Linked DNA regions of Mus musculus: region 2 is linked to region 1. A link is a contact called in public Hi-C data. All regions are on one chromosome and are shown on one strand. The core of a region is the stretch at or near the end of the contact, and the rest is flanking DNA. Distances in the headings are between cores, read along the strand shown.

Region 1 (2,734 bases), core at 72-2,571:
GATTACTTGTGTAGGTCGGGTTCCTTGTCAGTGGGGTAGTTCCGATCTTCCTCTCCCTGTTGGTCCAACATATGATCAAGCATCTTTGAGTGCTACATCCACTCCAGTAGTGACAAGCACGACAGGCCCTGAAAACCTAGGCGCTGTCCCGAGGCGAAAGTTCATGGAAACTTAGTCTCCTGGAATCGTGGAATCCTGTATAAAGAATGCTCCACTGTCCTTGCTTTAGTTGGTAAATGGATCTGTGTGCTTTCCCTTAATATTGCTTTATTACAAGTGCTCCTAAGGATTGATATTTTGACATATAGCTAAGTTAGATTCTAGGCAGTCCTTGATCCAACCTTGGGCATGGATAGCTAAGTCACTGCCCTACATAGAAATTTACCATTATCTAGGAAGAAGAAAGTTTGTGACCTAAGGAGGAACCAGAGTAGATACTTAGAACTATAGGTAGCTGAGTTACACCCATACACAAGTATTTACAATGGCCTAGGGGGAAGGTCGACTATACAAAAGAGTAGGAACTATGCCAAGGGCACAAAGCCCTTGTCCCTGGTTTCTAAGATTAAGTGGACCTTAGGTGGAGCTGTTTTTGATCCCAGTTGTTAACATTGAATTTTATCCCAGTTGGTTCCTGCCAGTCCTTCCATGTTTGCATTCCTCTGTTTTATGTAAGAATCCAGTAACCTCATTGTCACCTAACTTCCCTATTTTCTTCTGTATAAAAAGTTTGATGCTCGATTTGACACATTACATTCAGATCCAGCACACTCTCTCATGTCTGTGTCTGTCTGTCTGTCAATTCCTGCCGACTCTATCTATGCCCATCTGTCAGAACCCCTGATTCCCACGGATTGAGGGGGGCCAGCTAGACCCGGTCCGTGACATTTGAGTTTCCCTCTGTTCCCACCACAGCCAAGGAGAAGAGACGGCAGCAGAATTTCACTGACATTTTCTCCACTACAAAAAGAAGACTGAGCGGTAGTGACATCAACAACCTGAGTGTCCTCAGGGAAAGCCTGCAGGAAGGGTGGGCTTGCTTTTCCTACACTTCGAAGAATCAGGGGAAGCAAGCGTTTTTTGTTTTTTGTTTTTTGTTTTTGTTTTGTTTTGTTTTTAACACATTTTTGTCAACCTGCAATGCTAGTGGCTATCTTCTCATTCACATTTCCTAGCCCTGTGCTTACCACGTGGCCAGAGATGTGTTAAGCCCTGGAGAAGAGACTCCACAGGGATTTGGTTTCTATAGGAACCCAGTATGACCTACCTGACCTACCTGTCGTACTGTTGTACTTGGCTTATGCTCTGAAACCTCTGAGCTTTTAATTAACAAAACTGGCCTGTGTTCTCTGCCCACAGTCAGAGTGTTTAACTCCTGTGCACACCACAGCCTCCAGGCAGCCAGCCTGTCTCAGGAAAAGCTACGCTGGTGACACAGACCTCAAAGTTGTTTTGGAAAACACAGTCAGCCTCTTGACTTAATCTTCCCCTCTATGAAGAAAGAAGAAAGGACTATGCCAGAGAGACCAGGCCAACACCAGAGCCCCAACCCATACACACACAGAGGAAACTGGGGTCAGAAAATGTCTGGGACCCCAGTGGCTCCCATCCTGTGGAAGATGTGTTTGATGTGTGAAGAAGTGACACAGTGGGTGACCCTGAGTTCCTGCTACACACTGTTCATATACAGGAAGCGCTGATCATGCTCTTGACCAGACATTTGCCTTTGGCTACTAGAGGATCTGAATTCAGGCACCAGTTACCTCCTGGGAAGTGCCAACTGTCCACATCTGGATAACTCAAGGGGATGTGCCACCGTGAGAAGTTAAGTTGGTGTACAGGCTCCAGTAGCGCTGTTGGTTTGGTGGGAAAATTCAGATTCCTTTAGGGTGCCTGAGCCAAGGAGCCCAGCTAGCTTGTTGCCAGGTAACCAAGAACTGTCTTCCCAAATTAGAGAACAAATAAAAAGGACCAGGAGGAGTAAATGGGGTGACTAACTCTAGAGAAATCAATTTTTTTTTCACGAAACCAAAGATATTTAAACAACAGCAAATCCAGAGAAGATACTGTGCACACCGCACTCCCACCGTGCACACCCCACTCTCACCACTGCCCACTCTCACCGTCACGCTGCCCACTCACCTGCTGTAGGAGAAGGGCTGAACTGCCAGAATAGAGCATACATGGATCGCATATGTCATTGTCACTCAGACACAACCTGACAATCAAGGGTTTTAGACAATTAGGTGGAGAGGTGAGGTTTCTTTCAGGAGGGGCACAAGCTCATACCCCTTGTTGGGATGGCAGCCTATTGTTTTCAGATTAACAATTGTTCTCTGAAATATGCTTTTCGTGTGTGTGTGTGTGTGTGTGTGTGTGTGTGTGTGTGTGTGTGTACACAGGTTCATGTCTTCCCAGTTGCCCTGGGTGTCATCCATTTTGTTCTTACCTTTTTTTTTTTTTTTAAATGTATTTCATTTGTTTTGTGTGTGCACGTTCAGTGGTCAGAGTGCAGCTTGGGAGAGTTCAGAGCTCAGAGGACAACTTGGGAGAGTTTTTCGATCACATGGGGATTGAACTCAGATCAAGTGCCTCCCCCAACCCCTACCCCCATCCCACCCCACGTGCGCCTTGACTCACTGAGCCATTTGGATGCCCTGCCTTCCAGTTTTTGAGACAGGTTCTCATTGGCTGGAAGCTTAGTACATAGCCTAGGCTGGCCAGCAATAGATCT
Region 2 (2,734 bases), core at 174-2,673, 480 kb after region 1:
CCATGAGTATCACGAAATTTGATTCTTAATTTCGGAAATGATGTTGTCCTTTTCTTTGCTGGCATTGGGAAGGTTTGCCAATTTTATTAATCTTTTGAAGGAACTTTTTATTGTATTGATTTTTCTTTACCAACGTCACCAATTCCCACTGATTCTGAGGACTAAACTCAAGGCCTCTCAGGAGCTAAGCTCTACATGGTACATGGCCAGCCTTCTTACTTAAATTAAAAAAACAAACCAGGGACTCACTAAGGGGCCATGAAGCTTAAAGTTGCCCCATGATCCAGCCTTTACCTCTGCTTCTGCCTTCATATGGGCTAAGATCATCAGGCCCATTCATTTTTTCTGCTTACTGGATGAACCACACAGGTGCAAATATTCTGATCAGTGAAAGTGCATCAAAGGGTTGATAAGGATGAACCCCGGGGGAGAGAGTGATAATCACTGGGGGAAAGGATTTGAGCAAGTACAGGTATATAACAGAGTCTTTAATTCAAACAGCAAAATTTTAATTTCTTAAGATGGATGGTATCCACCCATATTTGTATGCCAGAAATACTACATAATATATTACAGGAAGAAAAGAAAACAATTTTCATGTCAGCATATTGTAAAACAATGAAATATAAATACCAGTTTCAGATGCTGGAAACCCCCTTCATATAGCATCTTTATTCACGAACATTCTTCCAGATAATGTGCCTTCTATTCTATTCTGTTCTACGAAAAGAGAATAAGGCATTAGAGAAAAAGTCACTTTCAAGGACAATAAGTGTGAATTTAGATTAAGTTACAGATAATAGAGCAAACTCAAGGAACTAAACAAGAGAATAATACTTGGATTTGAAAGCTATGCCTTTTACTGATAAATCTATAACCTAACTTTGTATATTTGGATGTGTCAAAATTGTAAACCGTGGGCTGGGATACTGAGAAAAGAGACGAAGGTAGGTGTTTCCTCTCACGTGGGTGGACTGAGACTGGGAAGGAGAAAGTCCTGGTTCGTCCCCAGCCAGTCTCAGCCTGCTTCCATCTCCAGAGCCCCGTGGGCTCTTCCCAAGGCTCTGCTGCCAAATACATCCGTGCATTGCAGCCTTCATTTCCTTGGTAACCTGGACCGAGGTTTATTGCCTGTTACGAAAGGGCCTTCTCCATTGCTGTTATTAAGGGGAGACGGGGGAACGAACGCAAAACAAAACAGGAGGTAGAAAAGACAGAAAGCAGAACTTGGATTGCCTTTCCACTGAAATCCATTTTCCTTTCTCAAATTCAGAAGGTCATGGCCACGGTGAAGTCCACCTTGCCCACCCCCTTTCTACTAAAGGCAGATGCTCTGTCCGGCTGGAGAACCTTAGTAAAAGGGCATTTCCTGTGTGTCCAGGTCCCGGCCGCGTCTCTGTGTAGCCAGGGTTGATTTCAACACTGTTCTCGCGATGTAAGGCGGCTTTATCGGCTCCTCCCTAAGTCTCTTTTAAACACAATAAACTAACCGTGTCTTCACATTCCTCAGGGAAGCCAATCTTTCTGGTTCACAGAGAGAAGAAACAGAAGATTTTTTTCCAAGTTAAAAGAATTATTAAACTAATCTTAGTATAAATAAGGGAAACCAAGATGATTCAAGGAAACTCTCAGAATGGTCAAAATGTCTTTTATTTACAAACCTGTTTTTACCAGTTTTAATGCAGTTCTGAATCTGTTTTCCTAGCATTTTCAAATTCCTGAGACCCTAGAATGTTGATAAAATGATGATAAAATGAATTAGAGATATAACAACAACAACAACAACAACAACAGCCAACAAAGTGAAACCAAAAGAAAGGACAGAGATGGTTGGTAAGCAACAAGAGAGATTTAATGCTAAACCACTTCCCCAAAGAATTTAACTTCAAGTTAAAAAGTCAGGCAGTAAGTTTATGGAACCTAGTTTGTGACGAAAACAAAACAAAACACAAAAAACAAAAACAAAAAAAAATACAAAAAAACCCAACAACCTTATTTTAAATTATTTAATGTATTTTGAAACTTGAGAGGTCTTTCTTTGAAAACTGAAATTTCTCCAACTCTGCATATTTGAGTTAACTATATGGGAGTTTTCAAAATTGTGTGGGAAAGACACACCAAACTGTATACTGCTTTTTAGGAAAAAGATTTGATTTTCCCACTTAAGAAGGATTTCTAATTATTATATAAACTCAGTGAAAAATAACGGGAATCATTACATACAATAGTAAGGTAGTTTTGCCCTCTCATCTCTTTCTAGGCTTTCCCTACACGTATCCTTCTATAAGTGCAGGGCACATCATCCACTTGGTTCTTTGTCTTTTTTTTTTTTTTCAGTAGTTATATATATAGTTTTGTAGAATATTGCCAATCTAAAGCTTGGTTGTTGCCTCTCCATTGTTATGTTCATGGAGGGCACATATAAACATGTACATGCACAGATGAACATACGTATCTGAGTATCAGAGTGTAGCGATAGGAGGACCAAGTGGTGCATCCGTTACTGGCTAGCCTTTGTTCTTCCAGGCCCTGAGCGTTTGCCTTGGAGATGCTGAGTCAGAGAATTAGACTCTTAGGAAAAACTACTTTTCATAATGGCTCCAGTGTTTATTAAAATCACCAATATGCACTCATTCAAGTTTCATAATGTCCTCAAGTAAAATTAGATAGTTCGTTGATTTCTAAATAGTTTTAGTTTGCTTACATTTCATAGTCGCACTGTTTGGTGATGAGG

Evidence for each region. Hi-C and Micro-C count contacts between places; a contact is called where the count stands out from the background.
Region 2: a contact with region 1 is called in a Hi-C map of muscle stem cells, with 4 times the contacts expected there. The contact joins two enhancer-like sites. A contact is called at or near these places in 3 of 15 datasets of contacts at CTCF or cohesin (embryonic stem cells, large pre-B cells and pro-B cells), 26 of 484 Hi-C or Micro-C datasets (the AtT-20 cell line, the C2C12 cell line, CD4 T cells and 15 more) and 1 of 115 datasets of contacts at active chromatin or transcription factors (embryonic basal ganglia).

What each region holds. Positions count from the first base shown.
Region 1 is chr10:22,597,185-22,599,918 of GRCm38.p6, forward strand. All of the region lies in intron 1 of Gm40612 (a long non-coding RNA gene), which reads right to left. Among named protein-coding and RNA genes, the nearest start is that of Gm46216, 6.7 kb to the right of the region's middle. Within about 2 kb of position 1,322, at least 11 of the 459 cell types and tissues checked have an H3K27ac peak or open chromatin away from gene starts, as enhancers often do. A contact at or near this core is called in muscle stem cells, where this site is marked.
Region 2 is chr10:23,075,843-23,078,576 of GRCm38.p6, forward strand. No RefSeq gene overlaps it. Among named protein-coding and RNA genes, the nearest start is that of Gm35179, 74 kb to the left of the region's middle. Within about 2 kb of position 1,424, at least 46 of the 459 cell types and tissues checked have an H3K27ac peak or open chromatin away from gene starts, as enhancers often do. A contact at or near this core is called in muscle stem cells, where this site is marked.